2 separate regions of the Sus scrofa genome follow, and region 2 is linked to region 1. A link is a contact called in public HiChIP or PLAC-seq data. All regions are on one chromosome and are shown on one strand. Each heading gives the region's core, a stretch centred on a gene start, on an enhancer-like site or on the middle of the called end of the contact. The rest is flanking DNA. Distances are from core to core; before and after follow the strand shown.

Region 1 (2,855 bases), core at 120-2,619:
AGATTAAATCTGAGCTGCAGCTTTGACCTACGCCACAGCGTAACAATGCCAGATGCATTCAGATTCTTAACCCACAGTTCCAAAGCAGGAACTTCCAAGTTTTGTTTTTGTTTTTTCTTTTTAGGGCTGCATGTGCAGTACATGGAAGTTCATGGCTCAGAGCAATGCTGGATCCTTAATCCACTGAGCAAGGCCAGGGATTAAACACACATCCTCATGCATACTAGGCAGATTCATTTCTGCTAAGCCACAAGGGGAACTCCCATTATTATTATTATTATTATTAGGGCTGCACCCATGGCCTATGGAGGTTCCCAGACTAGGGGTTGAATTGGAGCTGTAGCCGCCACCCCCACCCCCCACCAAAGCCACAGCAGCAACGCAGGATCCGAGCTGAGTCTGCAACCTACGCCATAGCTCATGGCAACACCAGATCCTTAACCCACTGAACAAGGTCAGGGATAAAACCTGCGTCCTCATGGCTGCTAGTCAGATTCGTTAACCAGTGAGCCACGATGGGAACTCCTCCCATTATTATTTTGTAAAGGATTTGTACTTACTCAACGTGCTGAGTGCCTTCTGTACTTCCAGCGACGAGGGGAGGGAATATGAGTTTGAGAATTTCATTCCCGCCCTGAAAAAGCCTCCCAGCCAGGAAGGAGAGACGGGCCCATGATGTATTTTTGGAGAGAAATAGAGAAATGATCTCTTTTACAACAGACTCCTTTTGCAAGGGGGAAAAGAGGCTCAGAGAGGTTGAGTGATTTGCCTAAAGGCACACAGCTATTTTGAGGCACCTACCTGGAATTAGAACTGGCAGGGTAGGAGCCTCTCCAGTGGGTCAAAGGCAAGTCTGAGGTGGTCTTCCCAATTTCAGAAACCAAGGGGAGAAGGGAAAAACTCAGGGTTTGGGAACACAAGTGGCAAGCTTGTGGAAGGCGGCCAAGTATGTCCGGGGCTCCCCGAGGAGATACCTTGGGCTGAGCCGTGGGATTCGAACAAGGGGGCTTGATTAAGCTCCCTTCCCCCACCTTAGACTTGCCATCCCTAACTGCCCCCCTCCGCCAAAAAAGGAACCCCAGCTGATCTGAGCTGAGGCTTCCTGCTTCCTCCTGGGAAGATTCTTGATGGGTCTGGACATGTTCAGAGGAGAACTTCCCAGAGGCAGGAGTATGGAGATGGAGGCGTGCATGCCTTTCGGATTCTCCAAGCAAGATTGGCAAGATTTGTCCAGGAGAGACCTGGGGCTGCCCTGATCCCCGCCCTGCCTCCAGCAAGCCTGAACTCCCAGAATAATTAACCACTGCTTGCAGGGTCTTGGCCACTGCCAGTGCCCAGGCCACCCACCCCGTGTGTTCCAGGCAGGAACTTGCAACACCGGACAACAGGCCAGGGCCTCGGGCGGGGGCGGGGGGAGCAGGCAGGGCAGGGAGCAGGGGTGATGAAATTTTTGTTCGCTTGGCAAATATTTGCTGAGCTCCCCCTCCGTATGAGGGACAGTTGGAAGTTCCGCTGACCTTGTCTAGTCAGCTGCACTGGATTGTGTCCACTCCCTGGCTCACTGCCTCCGGGGATCATGGCCCAAAGAAGCCCCCACCCCGCAAAGTGGGTTTAATAATGAATACATGCACTGACTTAGTCCCTGGTACTGCAGGAGGCCCCAGAAGATCTGCCTTCTGGACCCAGTTTGGGGCCTCAGTTGCCTCATCTGGAAAATGGGAGCAAACTGCCCTGCCACACACAGTGTGGGTGTGAGGTCAGATGAGGTAAAGCTCTAAACAATCTAAGGCGCTTTATATTATAGGTCATTCCTCCTGGAATAACCCCAGCTATAGGAGCAGAATGATGCTTTATTATCCGTTTTGCTCAGAGAATGAGTCATTCCGGAGGAGATGAAATTTTCAGGTTAACTGAAGCTTTATCATCTTAAGCACCCCAAATTCTAACACATTAACTTATCAGGGGGTGGGACACGATGTCCCGAGGGTACCTGAACTTTCTATGGCTTTGTTTCACCACTTTATTGTGGGGGCGTTTGTCCCCAAACTAAATGGTCCCCTGTGCTGTGACTTCCCCATCTTCAAGTCCTTGCAACTCTGAATCCTCCTCAGCAGCTGTCATTCCAGGTCATTCTCTGTGTTCTGCAGAGTCTCCACCTGCTTTCAGGTGGGCCTGCTCCCTCTGGACAATGCCACTCATTCCAGGGCTAAAACCACTTACTGCATTGAGCTGGGGCCCTGCATTGAACCAGGGCCTCCAGGGGCCTGCTGGACTCAGATCCCGGTGTCCACTGTCTGCTGGCCCCCCACCTGCTCCTCTCTCCATGTTCTCTGTCTCAGTGCATGGCCACGGCTCAGAGGTAGCCTGTGCCCAGACCCAGCAGCTAGTTCTCTGGACTCCGCCTCCCTTTCCCCGCAGCCAATCAGCAGGCACCATTATTCCCACTGCCTTGGTCCAGGACTGCCCTGCGCCACAGACATACAGATGCAACCTGTCCTATCTGTTAATTCCAGCACATACCTTCAGGGGCAGGCCTTGTCCCAGGATCTGGGGCATGGAAGAGACACAGATTCCAGGAGGGGGCATTGGCCAGTGGGGAGGGGTGGACAGACAGCCCATGACGGATGTGGCAAGGAGTATCTGAGAGATAGAACAGGAGAGGGTGGAGCAGGGGTGGCTTTGGGTCTGAGAAGCAGCTCTGCCCGGGACTAGTAGCCCCTTTTTGAGTTCCCTGGACTGTGTCCTCTCAGTCCGGAAGCAACAGGATGATGGGGTTTAAAGCGCAGCCTCTGGAGGCCTCGGGACCTCCATCTCCCTGGCTGTGAGGGTGCCTCGATTTCCTCATCTCTGATGGG
Region 2 (2,855 bases), core at 173-2,672, 160 kb before region 1:
AACGCACAGCCGATTCCATGAGGGACTGTCAAGCGGCCGGGCTCCTGCTGGCGCTCAAAACATCAGAGGCTTTTTCTTCACCACATCTGTGACCATGGAGATTATACAATTGCCGGACGCCTCCACTCGACCACGAGACCCAGGAAAGCGGAGGCCACGTCCTCATGTTCTTAGAATAGTGTCTGAGCTACAGTAGGTGCTGTAGCAGCTGTAGTAGGGTGTGGGGTGTGGGGTTCTTATGATGTAATTACTGTCATTATTATCATTGCCATTTCAGATGGGGAGACCGAGGCTGGGAGGGGCCGGGATATATCTGACCTCGTGCAGCAGGCTGTTGGGAGCTTCAAAGCAGGGCCCGTGCAGCCGTGTTCAGGACTAGAATTCTGGAGCCATATTCTGGCTTCTCGACTTCTTTGGGCAAGTTTGTTAACCTCTCTGAGCCTCCGTTTCCTTGTCTGGAAAAAAACATGACACTCTCGGAAGGGCACCTGGTGCTGGGGCGCTCAGGAAGTCGTTAGCTGAAGTTAGCTATTATTGCCCAGCCCTCCCGAGTCCCCGCTCAGGGCCATTTCTAGCTCTCCGGTTCCTTCCTGCCCCATCCCCAGCCAGCTGCAGGTGAAATCCCCCTAAAATGCACAGTCTTGGGGGAGAAAGTGGAGGAGGAAGCTTCCCCCAAGGGTGTAACCCCGGAACCGTGTGTGGAAAGTGAGTGGCGAGGTTGCCAGAAGCCACCGAGTTGCTCTGGGAGCAATGGGGCTTTCCTCTCCCTGCCCGCTGCCACCCTGAGTCACCTCTCAGCCAGCCCTCCAGAGTCCTGACGTGGCCCAAGAGCCCTGGCAGCCCAGATCACATGGGGACTGGCAGGGCCTGGGACTGGGGGTGTAGCCTTTGAAATCGATATTACGGCCGGCGCTGAGGTTCAGATGTGGCAGGCCCCGCCCCCACTCCCACCCTGTTTCCCAGTTGCTGCAACAGTAAAGTCATGTTTGCTTTCCTTGTTTCCTCATCCGGCCACAAGCGGCTGGATTCCGCAACCCCTAAGCTGCGCCTTCCCCATCTCCTTGGTAGTTTCCCTTCCCGCATGTGTCCCTCTCAGCCCCCTCCTCTGCTCATTCTGATTGCTCTTCTTTGGGGGGGGGTCCTTAACTACCAGTCACAGGGCATATGGTTGGTTCTTACCCTCCCACGAGCTGAGCAACCCCCCCAATCCTTGCTGAACTCCAGAGACACACTGCTTTTGCTGGACTTCAGCCTGGGTACCCAAGAGGCCCCTCAAATTAGCATCCCCAAATGGAGTCCCTCAGCTGGGCTCCCCTCCCACCCATCCTGGTCAGAATATGGGTAACATGTGGGTGTCAGTCTTGACACTGCCCTTTCTTTCACCTCTGCATCCAAACAGTCCCCAAACCCTACTGGCCGTAACTCTAGAGTGACTCACAGATCAGTAATGTGTCTGTCAGAAATGCATAAGGCCGCAGACAGAAGAGGAACTGAGAGTGGCTGAAACAGGCGTTTATGCTTTCACATAACAAGAAGTCCAGAGGTCGGCCACAGCTGTTTTGCGGCTCTCTGACTTCAAGACCAGCATCCCAGAGTCCTGTGAGCCTTCTCATGATATGCCTCCTGGATGCAATATGGCTGCTGCAGGTCCGAAGTCACACCTGCTTTCCAGGGAGGCAGAAGGGAAAGGGGGAGGAGACCATGATGGCCTTGTCCATCCCTCTGGATCAGGAGAGCAAGCACAGTCCCAGAGGGTCTTACGGCAGAGTTCCTCTTATGAACTGGTCACGTGGCTGCTCCTAGCTGCACGGAAGGCTGGGAAACAGCAATGGGATAATTATGTTTGGCTCAGACCAATAGTGATCTGTCACCACGGGGCTGGACCTTGTCACCCTGAAAAGAATTGGAGCTTGATTAGCAAGAAGCAGCAGCTCACACGAAAATGGAACAGTGTCTGCCAAGGGCGATGTCCCTTGTGTCTGTCCTCTCCTGTCCCCGCTGTCTGGCCCGGGTCCGCATCAGCTCTCGGCTGGACCACTTCAGGGCCTCCCAATGGGGCCCTGTCCCTTCAGTCTCTGCCCTCCTGTTCCTCTCCACTCAGCTGCCCGAGTTGGTCTCCTTAAGCCAAGATCCTGTTGTGTTTTCACTCTCTTCTGAACACTTATGTGGATCCCTATTGCCTGTAAAATTCCTGAGCTCGGCACTGGAGACCCTCCTCAGCCTGGCCTCAGCCACCTATTCAGTCTCTGATCACAACAGACTCCAGCCAACACTAGACCTGGGCCTCAGACCCTTGGCACATTCTGTTCCCTCTGCCCGGAAGGCCCTTCCTCCATCCTACCTAATGGACTCCTATTTAGTCCATCTAGATCTGGCCCAAAGGTCACCTCCTCTGTGAGGGTTTCCCCGACCAGGGCGTAATGAGCCCTTCTCCCTGGGAGGCGTGTGTCAACTTCCTTTACACCTGTGACCCAGGGCCTAGAACAGGCTCTGGTATGTTAGGGGTGCCGGATGCCCTGTTTCCGGATGAATAAAACAGTTGCAAAGCGATTTGCTGGACTCTAATACGGCTGTTGATATGTGGCCCTGTCTCCAAATGCCTTGGATCTCAAGGTCAGGTCTGTAGCGGGATCTGGCACAGGTGGGTGTTGAAGGGGAAGTTGCAGATACATTGGTTCACTCGGCACGGGGTCTCATATCCAGGGGCCACCAAACACAGCAGAGGTGATACCAGGATTTGATTTCTCTTCTCCTCCTGCCTCCCTCAGCGACTTCGCCCAGCTTCCTGACGACATTGCCGTCTCAGCCAACATCGCGGACATCGAGGAGAAGAGAGGCTTCACCAGCCACTTTGT

The links. HiChIP or PLAC-seq counts read pairs in DNA pulled down with a chosen protein or histone mark.
Region 2: an H3K27ac HiChIP or PLAC-seq map of alveolar macrophages shows a contact between it and region 1. The contact joins two enhancer-like sites. A contact is called at or near these places in 2 of 5 promoter capture datasets (fetal liver and fetal skeletal muscle), 6 of 47 Hi-C or Micro-C datasets (alveolar macrophages, fetal skeletal muscle, heart right ventricle and 2 more) and 1 of 2 datasets of contacts at active chromatin or transcription factors (alveolar macrophages).

What each region holds. Positions count from the first base shown.
Region 1 is chr5:10,733,350-10,736,204 of Sscrofa11.1, reverse strand. No RefSeq gene overlaps it. Among named protein-coding and RNA genes, the nearest start is that of TST, 14 kb to the left of the region's middle. Within about 2 kb of position 1,369, at least 12 of the 83 cell types and tissues checked have an H3K27ac peak or open chromatin away from gene starts, as enhancers often do. A contact at or near this core is called in alveolar macrophages, fetal liver and liver, where this site is marked.
Region 2 is chr5:10,892,853-10,895,707 of Sscrofa11.1, reverse strand. NCF4 (neutrophil cytosol factor 4) reads left to right here. Exons shown (of 12, transcript XM_021091535.1): 4 at 2,769-2,853. Among named protein-coding and RNA genes, the nearest start is that of CSF2RB, 54 kb to the right of the region's middle. Within about 2 kb of position 1,422, at least 30 of the 83 cell types and tissues checked have an H3K27ac peak or open chromatin away from gene starts, as enhancers often do. A contact at or near this core is called in alveolar macrophages, fetal liver and liver, where this site is marked.